Regions from separate parts of the Drosophila melanogaster genome. Here region 1 is linked to region 2. Evidence: chromatin contacts called from public ChIA-PET data. All regions are on one chromosome and are shown on one strand. Each heading gives the region's core, a stretch centred on a gene start, on an enhancer-like site or on the middle of the called end of the contact. The rest is flanking DNA. Distances are from core to core; before and after follow the strand shown.

Region 1 (2,700 bases), core at 73-2,572, 800 kb before region 2:
TTACGTATACGTATGTATGTATATAGGTGAGGCGATGATTCATCGACGATTCGGGGAATCCAAAAGCCAATCAAGTGCTGCAAAGCCAAAAGCCAAAGACAAGGCAGACGGACAGGTTTTTTGTTATAGCTTAACGTTTTCTTCTCTTATGCTTCGCAAAAGTTTTGCCAATTCGTAGAGTGTTTTCTTTCCGCCAAGCTTTTCAAAATAGTGGGTTTTAGAAAAGGAAATTACACTTTAATTAAGTGTCTTATTACTGACCGTAGATATACATTTCTAGCAATTAAATCTACCTCTCTTTTATTCGCTTTTGTTTGTTTGCTTTATATATATATCAAAGTACCTTATCAAATATATAACTCGTCATTATAGAATTTAGTGCAATTTAGCAAGTATATATTGACTGCAGAAGAGCATTTGAATTCGCTGAACTAGGCTGAGTCATTTTTTTGTATCATGGCTTTTCTGCTACTCAAACATTTCGAGTTCGTCGGTAACTTGGCTGTTCGTGTTATTGATACGGCTCCCCTTCGTCCCCTTCCTTTGCTTATCACCATTATTCGTCAGCCGAATGTCTTGAATGTTAATGCACTACGCGCTTTGTTTCTTTACCTCTTTTGAGGGCGGCGCAGACCTTTCGACTTAATTCAATCACTGTGAAAAAGCTGTAGATCTGTTTTCTATTTCGCATTTTTTAACACTATTCACCTTATAATAAATTATTTTTTTTAAATTTACATGCTTCAGGCATCTGATAAAATATGCCTTTAAAGAAAATGTTAAAATTAATATTTTAATAAAATACTAAACCAACAAATGCAACAAAATCCACTTTAGATATTATTTGTCACTTAATTCAATAGGCCATTTAATATCCAGAAATCTATAATCTTTAAGTGTTTTTTGTTAAGATGTATGTGCTATTTGTTTCTCCCAGTGCATATTTGGTGGCCTTAAACTGGCGCTGGCTGAAGAGGAGCAATAAAAGCGGCAGCAACAACAAGTGGTTGCTCAACTATGCGCTCCGCCGTCAAGCCCCCTTCGCCCCCTTCCACCCCCTTCCACGATTTCTTTGGGGCTTGGCTTTGTTTTTCTGCATTCTCTCTTCCTCGCTCTCTCTCTCCCTCTCGTTCCCGCTCACGCGCGTGACCTTGAAGCGCAAATGTGCCAGAATTGCAGGGGGAGTTGTTTGGGCGGGGGTAGAGTCTTTGACTTCTCCCCCTTTTTTTCTTCTCTTCTTCTTCGGGGAGCTTAATAAAGAGTTGGAGATTTCTGTGACGTCTGATATGTTTACTGAAAGTGGCTACTACGTCATGGGGCATTTGTCATACATGTATGGCTAAAAGCACAATCGCAACTAAAATCCTTCTACAGTGATCCCTAGCCATAAAGAGCAAGAAATTTTAAAATAATAGAATAAAAGTGTGGATTACAATTGTAAATTTGATAATAACATGTTCAAAAAGTTATACAAATTGTCGTACTATATTTTCATCTATATCTAAATATTCATATTTGCTCAATAAATTGCTAAATAAATAAATATCTGTTTTCCTAACTTAAAATTTCTCAAACCCCAGAGCTGAAATAGTTTAGTTTATTTTTGCACGTCCTGAGGTATTCTTGGCTTTGTTGCAATCCTATATAGATGTAAATTGCGGCCGGGAAATTTGCTCCCAAAATGCATTTTGTCCGCAGACGAGCCCACGCTACATGAAAACTGTGTTTTTAGTTCGAAATTTTCGTGGGCTAGCAGAAATAAATTATACTATTTTCATTCATGCACAACAATAATGAAATATTTCCACCCGATTGGCAATGTTAACTGCAAATATTTTTCCCCTACGTGTTTGGTCTGCACTTGTGTTTATTTCAATGACTAAAATCTGTCTATGGAACAGAAGCCAAAAATTGAGTTAATAACTCAGTTCGACCTTAGACGTTGGCGAATCTTTTTTCGGTCTCATTTGGGAATTTTGTTGGCGTGAATTAGCAACGTTGTATGGATTTTATAATTTACATTTGCCGAGGGTCGAACTCGTTTCAGGTCTGTCAATTCCTGGGAAAATCAATAAAAACATTCAGCTGTCATACCTATATTAGATAAATAGATCTATTGTTATGCATCTGGCTAATAGTTGTCGATTTTTTTCGGCTTCTCATTCCAGAATGGCGAATGATTCACATAAAGAAAAACTTTTCCTCCTATCTGATCTTATAATAAACCTTTGATCTTGATTTGTCCAGAAACCTGTGCACTATTTTAAACGAATTTTTAATGAGAAAAGAGTTCATGTGAAATAACATCTTAGGTATTTTGAATTTTTATGATATTTCCAAACCATTCATAACAATAAATTTTCATTCCCAGCAAAAAGTACACATTTTTTTGTAAGGGAATCAATGTTTACTTATAGCCGAAAATCGAAATTGGAACACCTGCAGAGCGTTATAAAAATCTCAACACTTTTCCAAATCCACTTAAAAATCTATAACCATTTTTTCTGCTCGATGGCGTCATAGGAACGCACTTGAACACAAATACATTAGAGAGAACGAAACATTGAGTACGCACAACGGAAATGAAAATAAATAAAGGAAAAGTGAAGCAGTTTCGAAAATAAAAACAGATATTGGCACCCTCCGTCAGTTGCGATCAGCAACCATCATATCAGCAGCGGTAACTTTTTATCACGTATA
Region 2 (2,847 bases), core at 102-2,601:
TTTAATTAGCTTTAGCTAAACATTCTACCCCGTAGCATCATAAATCTGAGCTGGTTTTGGAATACTACCAACTTAAAAATTACAACCATCCACCGCTACTATGATGATAAATAAACCGTCCACCCCTTTTGCTTAAAATCCCAGCTCGCTCACAAAAAATGGCTCATTGTCGTAAGGCAAAAAAGAATCCACGACTTTTAAATTCGCCGCCTGTTTGTTTGTTTTTTTTGTTTGAGGCTAACGAAACGTAGACCGAAATGGCCAAAACGTGTTGACAGTTTTCCCGGCTGCGGCTGCGGCTGCTTCAACTTCTTTTACATCTTCATCTACATTTTGCCCCCAAATCCCAAATCTCGCCTTAAGCATGTCCTTGAGCTGTACAATTTATTGCCGCTTTAAGTTATTTTGTCATTCTGCATTATTTCGTTTAGTTTTCCCATAGCATTTTGTTCAGCGTTGATTTTTTCACAACTCGCTTGCCTTTCTCCATTTTGTTGCGGGTGCCTCTGCCACACCCTGATTTCAATACGAAATTGCGCAATGTATTAAGAAAGCATTTTCAAGCAATTTAAAGGCAATTTTCCCACTCTCATCCGGCAAAGAAAAAAGAAATTTATGCGAATTTGTTTATTCTCTTCACTGTGAATTCGATTCATGGGGGAATTTATTTGGTGCCCGACAGTGATTATATGGCCAATATTGCGGCTTACTGCGGATTACACGGACTCCAAAAGGTATATTAAAAGATATATCTTCGAATGGGTCTTTTTTCTGGCCTATAAGCGTTAAATGCCTGACTTCATTGGCTCATGCATTGCAAATGTCACATTGTGCGAATTTAATTAGGTTGGCAAAGTATTACTTAAAGTAAGTTAAGCTTTATTAAATCACAATTGGAATTGTGTGCACTTTATTGTTAGAGATTTGTTCATTGTTTGTTATACATTTGTTTGTCGATGCATGTGGCATTCAAAGTTCACGGTCATATTTACCGGTGGCTATGCCAAAAAAAAAATATTACCCGTAGTTGTGCACAAGTACACAGGAAGAAATTCCATACCAATAATTAAAATACAGATTGAGAATACGTAGTGCTCACATTTTTTGAAAAAATTAAATTCAACATTTATTTATAGTGGTTAAATAAATATATAACTTATGAATTAAGTGTAAAGTTATTGAAGAACCGGTTTTGGTACCATATGAAGTGAGTGAATTTTGCTTTCGGTGCATGTACTCCCCACAAACCAAATCAAAGCGAGTGAAATTCTCATTTGACACGCAAAAAATGCTATTGTTGTTTCTCCACATTTTTGTATTTATTTTCTTCTTTTTGCCCATTTTGTTTGTGTTTTCCATGTGGGCCGCAGAGATTTTGCGCTTGAATATCAAACGCTGCAAAGGGGGGCGGGGCGGGAAAATCAATTACGTGTACGCGTCGCAAACGGATGTGGCAGACTACAACAGCAACACCAGCAAACACCAGCTATACCATCAGCTTTACCATCCAAAGCGGCAACACCAGCAACATCAACATTGCCACTTTAAGCCGGAAATGTGCGACAACCACAAGAGCTGGACGGGATTAGGCAGCGGAGCAAGTCGAGGGTCAAGCTCCATTCCACTCCTCGGATCTCTGGAGCGACCACGTGCCTGACATTTCAATTAAATTGCCAAAAAATATCTATACGCTGCGAGATTTATATCCCGAACACACGCACCAAAAACTTTAAGCCCGAAAAATGCAAACGAATAAATTGCGCTTCTTTGGCAAATCCCAAGCACACCAAATGAAAATATAAAAAATTGCGAAAAAATATGTACGAAATATATGTATAAAGAAAATTGGGAAACAACTTCCGTTTGATGAGAGTTGCATAAAAATACGGATCACAATGGAAAATACTTTTTTGGTCAATGCCAAAATGAAACACGTTTTTTCGCTTTTGAACAAATGACATGGAAAAAGAGTTATGGAATGAATGCATGGCATTATACTACATATTATTATATTAAATATAGCTTATTCATTAGTTCTTATTTAAAATGAAAAGGTACCACAGATAAACTGTAAATCTGCGCTGCCTTACCTATTAGGTTAAAGAAATTCTGATTTATATACAAATAAAATTTCAACTTCAAATGAATTTTCTATGAGTATGGAGAAGTCCCCTTCACATTGCAAATTTACTAGAATATATGGACAAGGCACTTAGATGATAAGCCCCTGAATAATTACTGTCTTAAGTGAAGCTAATGATTTAGCAAAATTATGTAACTGTCTGATAAACTCCGGTGAAACAGCTTGTGTAACAAATTGAATATCAAACGGAGGTGCATGGGTGATATAACTTTTAAGCCATACACGTATACCCAGCGCAGCTCAAACTGTGCAAATTGCAATTAGTGCCTAGTTGAGTTGAGAGTGTGAGACACTGACTAAATGACTAAATGAGCGATTGAGAAACTGACAGGCCAACGCAACGAGCAGACCCCGTGCCCGAATGATATAATTACGTTTCAATTAGTGCAGCAGTCTGCTGCCACATGCCCCGCAAAACTTGCAACAAATTATATTAAATGAGGAAGCCAGATGCAGGCAGACGGATGTTGGCGCTGGGGGGATTCGGGTAAAGCCCATTAAGGCGGTGATATACTGACATTGATAGTAGAGAAAATGCATCAGCTCAAGTTCTCCGTACTTGTACAAATGCCGATTTCATCTCGTTCGTTTAGCATGCAAACAAATGTTTCTGCTTCTGCTGATACCAAAAATTAATTAAGCTCCTAGGGTGGCGCAAAAATAAATAGAGTTGCTGGTTTAAAAAATATGGGTCACGACGCCAA

What was found. ChIA-PET counts read pairs in DNA pulled down with a chosen protein or histone mark.
Region 1: a contact with region 2 is called in an RNA polymerase II ChIA-PET map of the S2 cell line, with 4 times the contacts expected there. The contact joins the promoter of lncRNA:CR44409 here to the promoter of lncRNA:CR44151 in region 2. A contact is called at or near these places in 1 of 107 Hi-C or Micro-C datasets (the S2 cell line) and 1 of 6 datasets of contacts at active chromatin or transcription factors (the S2 cell line).

The regions. Positions count from the first base shown.
Region 1 is chr2L:17,428,328-17,431,027 of dm6, reverse strand. It overlaps lncRNA:CR44409 (long non-coding RNA:CR44409), which reads right to left and starts at 1,322. Exons shown (of 1, transcript NR_124330.1): 1 at 871-1,322. All of the region lies in intron 1 of Dif (Dorsal-related immunity factor), which reads left to right.
Region 2 is chr2L:16,627,677-16,630,523 of dm6, reverse strand. It overlaps lncRNA:CR44151 (long non-coding RNA:CR44151), which reads left to right and starts at 1,351. Exons shown (of 1, transcript NR_073791.1): 1 at 1,351-1,772. The region is part of intron 2 of mtgo (miles to go); the gene reads right to left.